4 separate regions of the Zea mays genome follow, and regions 1, 3 and 4 are each linked to region 2. A link is a contact called in public Hi-C data. All regions are on one chromosome and are shown on one strand. Each heading gives the region's core, a stretch centred on a gene start, on an enhancer-like site or on the middle of the called end of the contact. The rest is flanking DNA. Distances are from core to core; before and after follow the strand shown.

The links. A called contact is a pair of places that touch in the nucleus more often than the background predicts.
Region 1: a Hi-C map of leaf shows a contact between it and region 2, with 4 times the contacts expected there. The contact joins the promoter of LOC100282961 here to the promoter of LOC100217186 in region 2. A contact is called at or near these places in 6 of 25 Hi-C or Micro-C datasets (bundle sheath, ear, endosperm and 2 more).
Region 3: a Hi-C map of leaf shows a contact between it and region 2, with 5 times the contacts expected there. The contact joins the promoter of LOC100383746 here to the promoter of LOC100217186 in region 2. A contact is called at or near these places in 4 of 25 Hi-C or Micro-C datasets (ear, leaf, tassel and 1 more).
Region 4: a contact with region 2 is called in a Hi-C map of leaf, with 8 times the contacts expected there. The contact joins the promoter of LOC103639734 here to the promoter of LOC100217186 in region 2. A contact is called at or near these places in 11 of 25 Hi-C or Micro-C datasets (bundle sheath, ear, endosperm and 4 more) and 2 of 3 datasets of contacts at active chromatin or transcription factors (leaf and seedling).

What each region holds. Positions count from the first base shown.
Region 1 is chr9:13,684,149-13,687,605 of Zm-B73-REFERENCE-NAM-5.0, reverse strand. LOC100282961 reads left to right here and starts at 1,494. Exons shown (of 6, transcript NR_159534.1): 1 at 1,494-1,890; 2 at 2,534-2,622; 3 at 3,270-3,457.
Region 2 is chr9:13,461,981-13,465,358 of Zm-B73-REFERENCE-NAM-5.0, reverse strand. It overlaps LOC100217186, which reads left to right and starts at 1,621. Exons shown (of 10, transcript NM_001359652.1): 1 at 1,621-1,789; 2 at 2,002-2,103; 3 at 2,214-2,407; 4 at 2,757-2,935; 5 at 3,032-3,137; 6 at 3,223-3,378. The coding sequence starts at 2,003.
Region 3 is chr9:13,253,917-13,257,445 of Zm-B73-REFERENCE-NAM-5.0, reverse strand. It overlaps LOC100383746 (putative MAP kinase family protein), which reads left to right and starts at 2,117. Exons shown (of 1, transcript NM_001176382.2): 1 at 2,117-3,529. The coding sequence starts at 2,305. The coding sequence ends at 3,348. LOC100383072 (DNA-dependent metalloprotease WSS1) reads left to right here. Exons shown (of 5, transcript XM_008660960.3): 5 at 1-369.
Region 4 is chr9:13,655,198-13,658,464 of Zm-B73-REFERENCE-NAM-5.0, reverse strand. It overlaps LOC103639734 (cyclic nucleotide-gated ion channel 17), which reads left to right and starts at 1,552. Exons shown (of 7, transcript XM_020544051.3): 1 at 1,552-1,929; 2 at 2,533-3,031; 3 at 3,184-3,267. The coding sequence starts at 1,829.

The DNA.
Region 1 (3,457 bases), core at 245-2,744, 220 kb before region 2:
GTTAACTGGAACCGTGGTGGTTTCTCGTCTGGGGAAGATGAGCTCTGAGAACATCCAGTCCCCCCAAAAGGCAAGGCAAGGCAAGGCAGGCCCAGGCCGCGGGCAGGGACAGATCGCATAAGAACATTCTTGTGTCGGTGCTGCGTCCAGTCTCTGACGCTCCCTTTGGATGGTGGCCAGCGAGAAGCAGGCAGTACAACAAAGGGCAAAGCGCATCGCATCGCATGTGCGAAAGATGAATGGTTTCCGATGCTGATCCTTCTCCCAGCATCGCCTGACGTCCGCGTGTTTGGTACACCGGAATGTTTGGTTCAAACAACGATAATGATTATCAGTGATAACAAAGTTGAATAGACTAGTATTAGTTTCTAATGTGGTATCCGATTACGGTTAGTACTAAACAAATATGATTTAATATTATCGGTTATCAATCACGTTATAAATATGTAAACCAAACAGCACCTTAGCATCATTTTAGTAGTTAACCATAAAAGGTCATATGAAACTCAAGACTGAATTAGGTGAAAGGAATGCGACCAACGTCTCATGACCTTAGAGGTGAAAATGATGGAAGCTGTACAACATAGCTTAGGGCTAGTTTAGTAACACTATCTTTCCAAGAGATTTTCATTTTTCTAAGAAAATTAGTTTATTTTTTCTTAGGAAAATAGAAATCCCTTAGAAAAATGGTGTTTCTAAACTAGCCCTTACAAGAATTTACATGATTTTTTATGAATGCAAACTCATTTTTTACAAGATATAATTCACTGGACATATTTAGCTTTCAACATTAGGTGCAGAGCTGTAAAGGCGGGAGGACGCAATACGTAACACTTCTAATAGGCTATTTGGTTTGAGGAGTGACCCTGTCTGGTATTAGTGTATTCGGCATGTGTTCGTTCGACTATTTCTAGAGGAATGAGTAGATGTCGCGAATATACTAGCGCAGGGTGCAATCGTATGGCGGACAGATTAGTTCACTTCGTCAAACCAAACAACTAATCGAGGCTCGGACGCAGGATTCCGTAAACCAAACACGTCGTAAGTTCGGCAGTGCAATTGTTTGCTTCGTTTATATGTCAACAAATGCTAGAATTGATTTTTGAGTGAACTTCATTTGTGCGATGCTAGGACTTCGTAATATGTGGTCTGTTTGGAAATTCTACAGTGTATTATTTTTTTTCAAAAAAAGATGATCAAAACAACTTTATCTGCGTGCTGTAGAGTTCAACTTGAACAGCAGTCAGCAGCCCAAGCTGGCAAGCCCATAAGAAGCCCAGCCCACCAAAAACATCACACGGCTTCCGGGTCCAACCAAAAGTTCTGATTCCTAAACTGGCCCGTACTCCCGTCCAATCCCAACCCGGCAACGCGAGAATATATCAATCCATCCTCGCGTCGCGTGATCTCATCTCGCCCTCGCTCACCTACATCTCCGTCCGCAAGCGTCAGCCAGGCTGCCCCGGGAGGCCGGGAGGAAGCAGATCGGAGAAGGCAAGCCACGGATTTCCTTCTCGCCTTCTGGACCCCATGTACTTTTTTCCCCTGCCTCGAAACCCTAGATCTGGTTGATTCGTGGGCCGTCCTCCCCACCCCTCCCTCGGCCGAATTCCGCGTCTGGTTTTGGTCTCGAGTTTTAAGATCTGTTTGTTTTCGACTGGATTTTGAGCGATTCGTTGCTTTGCTTGGCGTGGCTCGTCGCTGATTCGAATGTTCTCGGTGGCTGTCTGCCTGGCTTTGCCGAAACCTAACTGCTGTCGATAACCGTTTGTGGCGAACGATTTGCAGGTGATCTGTTGTAATGGCTCGATTGTACATCGGCAACCTGGATCCCCGGGTGACCGCTCGGGAGCTGGAGGACGAGTTCCGCACGTTCGGGGTTCTTCGCAGGTCAGTAGTGCTCTCGCCTCAGATCCTTAGATTCGTGTGTCTCGTCTTAGAAATCCACGCGTGTCTACTTGTATGATCCCGTTCGGATGATAACCATAAGGACAGAATTTTGTTAGATATAGCGATCCTAAGCTGAAGTGTTGTAGGTTTATGATTTGGTGTCAGGTTAGTATCTGTCTGTCCTGGGTTGCAAGGACGATTGACTATTTCGTTAGCATGACAGTCACGAGTTGTACTGCAAATCGTCTCCTGTTTTACGATAAAATATACTGGTACTGTATATAATTGCCCTACCATACTTGGGAGATGTCGCCTTAATAATACGCATCATTCCCAAACATAACCTGTTGTACTTTGGTTGTGACAATTATTTCTTTGATTGAGCATGGTACGATTTGTCAAATTCACTGGTGATAGACCTTGGCTTACATTACTGTGGTCTGTGGGGGTTTACACTATCTGGATTCAAAATGAATGATATGGCCAGTATTTTGAACACCAAAGGATATGCTGTTCTGGACCCTGTACAAAGTTCTGTACCATTATATAATCGTTGAATGCATAGAATTACATCTTGCATTGATATATGCTGCTTGATGCTGATGATTTTGGTACACTTTTTTTCATGTTTTTGTGGAAGCAGTGTCTGGGTTGCTCGGAAACCACCTGGCTTTGCGTTTATTGATTTTGATGATAAGAGGGACGCAGAGGATGCAATCCGTGACCTAGATGGTATGTGATCAATGTATTGCTGTCAACATGTTATAAACCTCTATTGGTATGTTGTATCAGATGTTTATATGACATTCCATATGTTGTCGGTGTTATTTGTGAAGAATATCTGAGTTGGTACTAAATTACATTCAGAGCTCTATTTGGTATATGGAATATGAGTTTGGGTTTGGGCTTGGGTACACGCCTACCATCTGGTCACAGCTATTGGCTGTTGCAGGAGTAGAGAAAGTAGGAAACATTGAAAATGCTCATAATATAACAACTATAACTCAATTTATGTATGTTGTATGTTAAGCTTTGGCTCTGACAATTTGTTTGTAAAATTTCATTTAGATTGATGACACAAAATCAAGAAAGTCCTGTAGCCTGTTCATAATATAATACATATATCCTGTAGATAATGCTAGTCAATATCATATTGGAAACTGCATGCTCTAACGATATGAACTTATTTCTGTGCTTATTAGAAATAATCTCTGTTAAAGTTCAATCGATTTGATCTTTTGTGGTATTTTTCTTACCTTCTGATGTTATTTCTGTGCTTTATTTGTTTGATAGTCACAGTTTGTGTGCTTGCATGTTTATGATCATGTACAAATGTTTTAATCCTTGCTGATCATTTCAAGATTTTTATGGTTCTGTAGGCAAGAATGGATGGAGAGTTGAGTTATCTCGTAATGCCAGCGGTGGTCGTGGAGGTCGTGACCGGCATGGTGGGTCTGAGTCCAAGTGTTACGAGTGTGGTGAGACTGGCCACTTTGCTCGTGAGTGCCGTTTGAGGATTGGTTCTGGAGGTCTAGGCAGCGGAAGGCGCCGAAGCCGTAGCCGTAGC
Region 2 (3,378 bases), core at 372-2,871:
TACCTATATATGCTCGCGGGTATAAAATCTTACCCATACCCGGCTCCGCGCGAGTATTTTTACCCGTCGGATAACCCATACTCGCTAGAAAAGTCTTAAATTCCAATATATCAACCACTCAAAATTATTAAATAAACATAAAAAACAACTTCAACTTCACATATAACAAATCATATAACAAACCATATGATTACATAACGTGATATCTAGACAACTGATAGCTAGAGAAGAGTTTTATTTTAGCTACGATGGACTCTATTAGATGGTTATAGTGGTATTGATGCCGATATATTTTACTCATGGGTAGACGGGTATGGGTTGGTACTACCCGTACCCGTCTACCCAACGGGTATATGTTTTTACCCATTTAACATACCCGTGGGTAGAGAAATCATTCCGTACATGTCTTCATATCAGGTAAAACCCGTCGGATATTCAGGTTTCAGGTACCCATTGTTATCTCTAGCCACAAACTAAACAAGTCCTAAGCCTATCATTATGTGGCGTAATTGTCTAGCTTTTAGGGGTGGGCGTTCGGATTACCCGAAAAATTCGGGTCGGGTAATTTGGGTTTTGAGAATCGATACCCGAAATTACAACGGGTTTTGCAATACCCGAAAAATCGGGTACCCGGAATTTCGGGTTCGGGTATTCCCGAACTATTGTGTCGGCTTCATAAAAACACATACACCCTATTAGATTAGTATAAAAATATAGTTTGAATAATGATATACATGGACATATAAAACACAAGCAATCTACAATCACAAGTTATGCACACTTACACATAATTATAGATGTACAAATTAATAATTAAGTATGATATGAGTACATGACACATGAAAGTTCGGGTAATTCGGGTATTTTGGGTACCCGATTGTGATACCCGAATTACCCGAAATAAATTCTGGTTTTGTAAGTTGCTACCCGAAATTCCCGAACAAAATTCGGGTTTCGGGTATTTCGGGTTCAGGTATTCCGGGTTCGGGTTTCGGATTACGGGTCCTTTATCCAAAGCCGGTATTGTTTTCGCAGATAAAGGATTGTTATCACCATTGTTTTTTTTCTTGGTTAAGCAATTAGGGAGTAGTGCGATAAAAAAGAAAATACTAATACGCTTGGCAGTATCTGTATGGCTACATGAAATGCTATAACCTAAGTAGACTATCTCTAACAATTTATTTATAATATCTTATTTTAAACTTTACTTTACAAATACTATAATTAAATATTTTATATGACTATATGCACGATCCGCTGCTATAGTCTTAACCAACACAAAATATTCCGCTTAGATTTTCTTGTTTATTTACATTCTATAAAGCGAAAGGTGTTTTTAATAAGAAATACTGGCATTCCTGAAAAAATCCACTAGAAAGTAGAAAACGAGACAAGATCATAACTTAAATTTCATTATTAAAGAATACTACGGAGTATATGGACAACACTGAGGCTCGGAATCATCATCATTAATTAAAGCGTGCAGCCTAATCGATGATCTGTTTTGACACTGAGACAGTCAGACAGAGACCCGCAGGCCTGCAAGCACCGAGCAGCATCGCCCATCCGGCCATCCCCCATCCCGCATCCAAGGCCTGCCTCGCCTGCTCGTTCGACCTCAACCAAACAGACCCGCAGTGCGTTCGCCCCTTACCTTTTTCTTGTCCCTTTCACGGTTTCACCCCGCGTTCGCTCTCTCTCCCGTGGCGACGACTGGGCGGCCGCCGCAGCCGCCCTAGCCCGGTGCGGCTCTTCGTCGGGTCCTTCGCCGGCGACGGGCACCTACCAGGTATGTCCATCCTTCTCTGCCCGTCCTGCTGTGCGAAATCGAGCACCAAACCCTAAGTGAACCTACCTGCCTATCTGTACCCAGATCTGATCTAATTACAACTGCACACATGTATTATACCTACTGATTTCGATTTTTTATTGCAAAAATTATCGGGTGTACATGTGTACACCCATATCCTTTACTGGGTCCGCCCTGTATATCCATGGCAGGATGAAGACGAGGATAGTGTACTCCAGGGAGTTTCTGCTGTCGCTTGGCGAGTTGGAGCATTGCAAGAAGCTGCCCCCTGACTTTGATGCAGCGCTGCTTAGGTCATTTTTGCCTTGTTTTCTGCTGCTTAGGCCTTTTGCCCAGTGGCCAATGGGATTTCTACTGCTTAGGCCTTGTCTTCTACTGCTTAGGCCTTTTTCTTCTCCAACAGTGAGCTGCAGGAGCTGTCAGCGGGTGTGCTTGAGAGAAACAAGGGCTACTACAACACATCCCAGGGACGGCCAGATGGGTCGGTGGGATATACTTACTCTTCTCGTGGTGGGAACACTGGAGGGAGGTGGGATACTCGCTCATCTGGATCAAGTGATCGGGATGGGGAACCTGATCGTGAGTCTCAGACACAGGGTAAAATTACTCTTCTGTTTGTGTAATGTTTTGCATTAGTCATTACGTTCTTAAAGTTGGCAGTCTATGATTTACTGGTTTAATTGGTTCTCTGTGGCCATTTTGCCTATGAGGCTATGGTATGATATTCATTGTATTGTGGACTTGACTTTCAGATAGTCTATACAAGTACATGAGTGCATTGATTTCACCAATAGTAGACCGAGGGAGTTGGAGAACAATCATCTGCATGGTCATTGCTAATGAATCATGCACATTTACTTCCTGCTGCCCATCCTGTTTATGGGCATATTAGGAAAGTGGGTTGCTTATTTTATGCTGTGGGGTTACTAATGGTGCCATGCAGCAGGGCGTGGTGCAAACCAGTACAGACGCAATTGGCAGAACACGGAGCATGATGGCCTACTTGGCCGTGGTGGTTTCCCTAGGCCATCAGGATATACTGGGCAGTTGTCATCAAAGGATCATGGCAATGCGCCTCAGCTAAACAGGACATCAGAACGCTACCAGCCACCACGTCCTTACAAGGTTGGTGCCTGCATGCATGTACCCTGTCTTCCTTTCACCATCTTAGTGATTGGCGATCTTTAGAATTTTCATAAGTACCTCTCACATTAATTACAGGCTGCTCCTTTTTCACGGAAAGACATTGACTCGATTAATGATGAGACATTCGGGTCTTCTGAATTATCAAATGAGGATAGAGCAGAAGAAGAAAGGAAGCGGAGGGGTCAGATTTTCTTACTGCAACATAAAACACCCTTTTCTTTCCCCACTCCAATCATCTATGCTGTCTCACATTGCCCTATATGCAGCATCTTTTGAGTTGATGAGAAAAGAGCAACATAAAGCAGTGCTAGGAAAGAAGAGTGGTCCTGATATCCTGAAGGAGAATCCCAGTGATGATATATTTTCAAAGTTACAGACATCTACTGCAAAGGCAAATGCCAAAACTAAAAACGAGAAGTTAG
Region 3 (3,529 bases), core at 868-3,367, 210 kb after region 2:
ATAGGTCTGGAAAAATCTGATACCTGTTAAACTGGTAGTACTATTTAAGCGACCCTCTTTTGTGGACGTTGCTTGGAGCAATCCACGGATTGGTAAAATGAAACAATCGTAGTCCATGTCTGTTAACGTTAGCCCCAAGCCCAGGGCATGCAGCATTGCAGCCTCTGAACTCGTGTTTCGTGTCTCGCCGTCTCGGTGACAGGTAACAACTCGCACCTAGGGCACACCGGCGAATTGGTCTTTATCTGTTCCGACGTCGTCGACTCATGTTGCCGTGGGGTGAGGAAATTTATTACGTCAATTAATGTAAGGTTTATTACAAGTATCTGCAATGCTCTTTTTAAAAGAATTTGCCTGCTTGTTAGACCAGCTTTAGTAGATAGTTTTATGGTCTTCTCGAAGCTGTCATATCATACATAATGAAATGAAACTAGGATGAAATATCTATTCATTATGTAAAAATTCATTCTACAATACACGGATATTCACGGTTCAGAGAGTTGTTAACCGTGCTCTAAATTTTACAATCATATTTATTTTTGAACTAAATTTTAATAAGAGACTTACTTTATTGTGAAGAAATATTTGAATCGTGATCCATTACCATCCTTAGATTCTCTTCTTAAATTCGCTTACATGTAAAGAAACACCTACATAGCAACCTATTTAATGTAAATGAAACTCATATAAAACTCTTACTAAGATTAACCTTAGGGCTCTTTTGTATTGAAGGATTATTTCCTGAATCTTTCTTTTTTTTCTGTGTTTTTGAACTAATTTCTGTAAAATTTCTATGCTATTTCTGTAAAATTCCTGTGTTTAAAAAAGCCCTTAGATCTGTCCCAGAAAATCCGGAGCCAAAGCTGTTGCATCTGCTCTTCATTCCTCTTAACCCAAACATGCCCTTAGGGCTTTGCGTCATCATTGGAATAACCAAGTACAGTGTATTTGTATCATCCTCGTTGAAGTTCTGTAGTTTGCAGCCGAAGAGCGACGAATGTCGCAGGGTCGCCACTGGCTGGTACCGCATGGTCAGGTTCATGTTTATCTTGCTAGCACTCACCCTGCCACCCCTGGTCTGAAGACATCCCCCATTATCCCCGTGTAAAGAAACTGGAAGGTGAGGTCGAAAGGTTCTTCAGTTCATTGATCTTTGCCATCTTTCTGGACACAGGTGCGTGATCGCGTATAACTCTTTTAACGCACGTGGTCTGGAAGGTGTGCAGCGATGACCTTTACAGCTTCTTTCGGTAGAGTTTTGTGCCTTATAGTCAATGATCACAGGTAGATCACCAAAGACTTCATGTGTTGACACGTCGCGTCGTCCAACCTTTCTGCTTAGCTGATCGTTCGAATTTCGAGCACGTGAGGTGATAGCGGGCTTGGGTTGCAGGTGCGCGTTGCAAGATTCTCCCTGAACTAGGATGATTTGAACCTGAGATTTTTACCGTTTTAATCAACACGCGCGCGCCGTGTATTGGGGGCTTGTTGCTTGGTGATGACATGATTATCCACGTTTCTCTACTTAATTGTTACGCGTTGCTAATTAATGTATAGTTGACAAACTGGTTGAATAATAATTTGTTGAAGACTCTTTAGCTGTAAAATCAGTTCGTCTATTAGCTCTTCTGTGGATGCATTAGAGCTGATTGGAGTTTAAAAAAATTAGCTAGATAATAATCAGCCTTGATATCGAGCACGCCTTTATTAATAACAAAAAATAAATCGTGTGTCGCTAGCGTGGTACAATTTTTGTGGATACCAAATCCTTGGGAAGTCAGGAAGGCACGTAGGAGGACCGTGTACGAACGGGAAAGAGGTACTACATGTACGGGTCTTATTTACCAAAACTGTATCATGGGGAACAGTCGGACGGACAGTGCCCCCAAAATCATTCGTAGCATGCTTCATTAATCACGGTACGGCGCGGCAGCAGCAGACGGTGAAGGTCAGCACGCCACGGTGCGTCTCCAACGAGGCATCGCGTCGCATCTCCACTCGTCCTCCAGCTGCTGGGGTTGCCGTCACCGTCAGGCGAGGTCGTCGCCTCGTGAGGAACAGGAACTCGATATTGCTTGTGCTTCCCGGTGGCCTCCGCGTTCGGTGTCCCGTCCCGTTCTCCAACCTGATGAGCGATCAGGCACTGTTCTCCAATAAACGGGCACCGCACGACAAACCCCGAGCGGCAGTGGGGAGGAGAAGAATCCAGACGGAGTCACGCAGACGCCATCACTACTACCACACCCGGCCTAACGAACTCCTCCCCACCCCAAGCCCCGCCCAGAGCGACCCACGCACCACGCCATGCGCCCGGGCGGCCTCCCGACCCAGCAGCCCGGCACGCCGGGCCGCGCGCGCCGCCGCCCGGATCTCACCCTCCCCATGCCCCAGCGCGAGGTCGCCACCTCCCTCGCCGTCCCGCTCCCTCTCCCGCCAGCCGCCGCCTCCGCCGGGGGGCCCACCCCGCCGGGCGTCACCGCGCCCGCCCCCGCGGCGCAGCAGCAGCAGCAGCCGCCCCCGCTCGCGGAGCTGGAGCGCGTGCGCCGCGTCGGCAGCGGCGCGGGCGGGACGGTGTGGATGGTGCGGCACCGCGGCACGGGGCGCCCCTACGCGCTCAAGGTGCTGTACGGGAACCACGACGACGCGGTGCGGCGGCAGATCGCGCGCGAGATCGCCATCCTCCGCACCGCCGAGCACCCGGCCGTGGTGCGGTGCCACGGCATGTACGAGCGCGGCGGGGAGCTCCAGATCCTGCTGGAGTACATGGACGGCGGGTCGCTCGACGGCCGCCGCATCGCCGCCGAGCCGTTCCTCGCCGACGTCGCGCGCCAGGTCCTGTCCGGGATCGCGTACCTCCACCGCCGCCACATCGTGCACCGCGACATCAAGCCCTCCAACCTCCTCATCGACTCGGCGCGCCGCGTCAAGATCGCCGACTTCGGCGTCGGCCGCATCCTCAACCAGACCATGGACCCCTGCAACTCCTCCGTCGGCACCATCGCCTACATGAGCCCCGAGCGGATCAACACCGACCTCAACGACGGCAGCTACGACGGCTACGCCGGCGACATCTGGAGCTTCGGCCTCAGCATCCTCGAGTTCTACTTGGGCAGGTTCCCCTTCGGGGAGAACCTCGGCAGGCAGGGCGACTGGGCCGCGCTCATGTGCGCCATCTGCTACAACGACCCGCCCGAGCCACCGCCCACCGCCTCGCGCGAGTTCAGGGGGTTCATCGCCTGCTGCCTGCAGAAGAACCCGGCCAAGCGCCTCACGGCCGCGCAGCTGCTGCAGCACCCCTTCGTCGCCGGCCCGCACCCGCAGCCCCTCGCTGCTCCTCCCCCGTCATGACCACACCACCATTTCGGCGGGTTGGGAGTTGGGACCAAAGTACGGATCTCGTCTCAGTTTGGCCTCCCTCCCTTGGCTGCAGGCAGTGTGGGACTCCAATCAATCCGGCGTTCCCTTGGATACAATACACGGATCTGATCCCTGATGTATCAAGGGAATTTGCTGGCCAATTTCGGGTTCT
Region 4 (3,267 bases), core at 303-2,802, 190 kb before region 2:
AAACCAGTAAGCAAGGATGCAACGTGAGTTACAATCTATGGCGCGATCACTTGGAAAGCAAGAGACGTCTACACACGGTTTTAGGGTGAGACTAGTCAAATCACGGTATGAGTGATGGCATGGACAAGGCTGTCCACACTTGTCTACTAAAGCTAATCACAGTAATATTTTACAGTAAATAGTGCTGCACCGGTTACTGGATGCTGCATCTTTTGGTAGAGTCCTCTCTGACCTCAAATGAGGAGTCAATGCCGTTCTACGCCAATGCCATCCAATGCCATCGCGCGCTCTCTCTCTCTCTTTCACGGTGGCGTTGTGCTGCTGTTCATTTCCTCGCGCCACAGTCCGGACAAAAGACAAAGGAGATAGGTGTATTTGACATATATTGACAAAAAATATAATAGTTTGTGTAGGGTTGAGATATAGAGTAGTTATGAATCTGAAAGTTTGGCTACTGTATTTCAAAATATTGATAAGTAGAACAGAATATTCTTTTAGAGTAGGAATTTAAAGTAACATAAGCGGGGATAGGCTAAAGCTCTTTACCGCAGAATCTATAAACGATAGCAGGTTAAAGGAGAATGTAGTTTATCCCCGCTAGGCATGGACCGAACTATAATATTGAACATAAATATATGGTATGCCTAGTGTATCTCCTCTCAGTCAGAATTTTTTTTGGGATATTTATGGAACCATCAATATATTACTTGAAAACGCAAATCACAAATGACGTATGCAAGATATGAATTGGTAAAATAATAGAACTTTTAGAAGCATATTTAGATACACGCCGTTTTATTAGTTCAACTGAAACATCGCGGTCCAATGGCACCTTTTTTTATTCTTTTGACATCTAAATTATAAATCGAACCGCATATATTCTTTTTATACTAGAGCATATTTAAAACCTTTTATAAACATTAAATATATAAACGTCTCATTCCAGACTCTTTAATATGTAAGTTAGTTTGACTAGCCAGAGTAGATAGCCAGTGAGGAGTTAATTTAGAGAGACGGATAACTTAACGAGTTGGATCACTAATTTGTTGGAAAGTTATTTTATTATTGAGTAGTTAAAATTTAGCTTAATAAGTCATTTGACTAGTCTTTTAAAGATACTTATTTTGGTAATTTCCATGCATGTGGATTAAAATTGTGCTTCTCAATGCTTACGACTGACCGGCAGCGAGCCAACCATAATTTTTTATAAAGTATCTCTCCAAAAGACTAGTTAAATGGCTTATTAAGCTAAAATTTAGTTACTCAATAGCAAAATAACTCTCCGATGGACTAGCTATCCAACTCATCAAGATGTTCGGCTCTTCAAATTAGTCCCTTCTCTAGACACATTTGGCTAGACAAACTAAAGAGAGAGTATGTTAGAGTGTGATGCTATATATAGGGTTATTCAATTTTGAATAAGAAGTAGATTTTAGTCCTTCTAACCATCTTCTATTTTATGCCTCTCAAACTAGCATATAGAATGTAATTTTCATGAAGAGGTAAATAGAACGTTAAATATAGATTAAAAATGAAGAGTCATTTAAAAGCGTGGACTGTTTCTCCGACGGGTCAAGCCCGACGCAGTGCACGGTCTCTCCGTGTTTGGTACCCGCAACAAGTTCTCGCTTTCCAACTCCATTTCCGGTCGCTTCCCCAACCCCCCTCATCTTCTCACTTCCCCAGAGTCCGAACTACGAGCGAGCGGCTGCGATTCCCAGCGTCCGAGCGCCCCGGCGCCGGTCTCCTACGCGGGGAAGGACCGGCCTCGGACTGCTACGGCGCCGGATGAGCGAGCAAGTCTGTTTCTTGGGCAAGCTATCGGTCGATGTGGCAGCGGAGTAGAGTACTGGACGGGCGGGGCCACATGAGGTTCGGCTCCGGAAGGGTGGAAGACGAGATGGCGCTCACGAGGCAGAGGACCGTGAGGTGAGCACAGCGCAAGAGTTACCTTGCTATTTTCCCGTTTGAACGTGAACCTCTCAGAATGTTTGGGTGGCCTGCGAGTGGTTGTTAGCCTGCAGGCTGCAGGTGATTAGGTGATGGAGAGCATGGGTCAAGCCGCAATTTCTTGGCTTTGGAGGGGATGGGAGGAACAACTCTTTGCTTGGGTTTCCTAAGCTGGATGTTCCCGTGCTCTTGGTGTCTCGGACTTGTGTGTAGTGTATGTAGCTCGTGAGTCGTAGTCCTTGTGTGAAGCTTGGAATTGAGGGTTTGATTTTAGCTCCTTGAACTAGGATTATCGACCTGACCTGAGAAAGTTAGCAAAAACAGTTGGATACTAAGACTATCCATATGGCGTGATTTTGTTAGCTAATTGGAGTTATAGTTTAGTTCCTGGGTCAGTAGAATTAGATAGGGGGCTAAGCAGCATATGGATGGATAGGATAGCAAGATATACCAATTCTGGGTGCCTGATGGCGACGAGCGGATAACTGATACTCCTAAGAGCAAACAATCCCTGAAGTGTCCAGTATGCTATTTTTGTTGTTTACTTTAGGGCAATCCTAATGCTATCTTCTTCACCAACAGATTCCATGATGAGAGGGCGAAGGCAACCATACCTATTCACCAGAAGCAGCATGGGCTGGCTGCTAGCAGGCTCGGCTTGGGAAGTTCGGGGAAGAACAAGGTCTTCGTGGCAGGAGACGACTTGTGGTACAACAAGATTATTGACCCGTCGAGCGACTTCATCTTGACGTGGATATACGTCTTCCGTGTGTCATGCTTCATTGCTCTGTTCATGGACCCTCTGTACTTCTATGTGCCTGAAATCGATTACAGGCAAACCTTTCATTGTGTCAGGAAGGATACACGCCTAGCCATCATCGTTACTGTGTTCCGATCAATTGTCGACCTCTTTTATGTCATCCAGATGATGATAAAGTTCAGGACTGCATATATTAATCCAAGCTCAAACTTAGGGGTTTTTGGTCGAGGAGATCTCATCACAGATCCTAAGGAAATCGCAAAGCAGTACTTGAGATCTGACTTTGTTGTTGATTTGGTGGCTTCTTTGCCTTTACCACAGGTAATTCAGCTCGTTTTTGAAACTGAATGCTGCAATCTGTTAAGTCTCATATATACTTTGTTCTTGACTTGTTTTTTCATTGAAATCATCTGATATCTGAGTTATAGCTGTAATCTGACTACCTAATGTACACCTTTTCTTCTTTCTTGCAGATCATTATTTGGTCTGTGATACCAGCTATCAAATATTCTTCGTCTGAGCATGGCAATGACATGCTGCTTCTGGTTGCTCTTTTC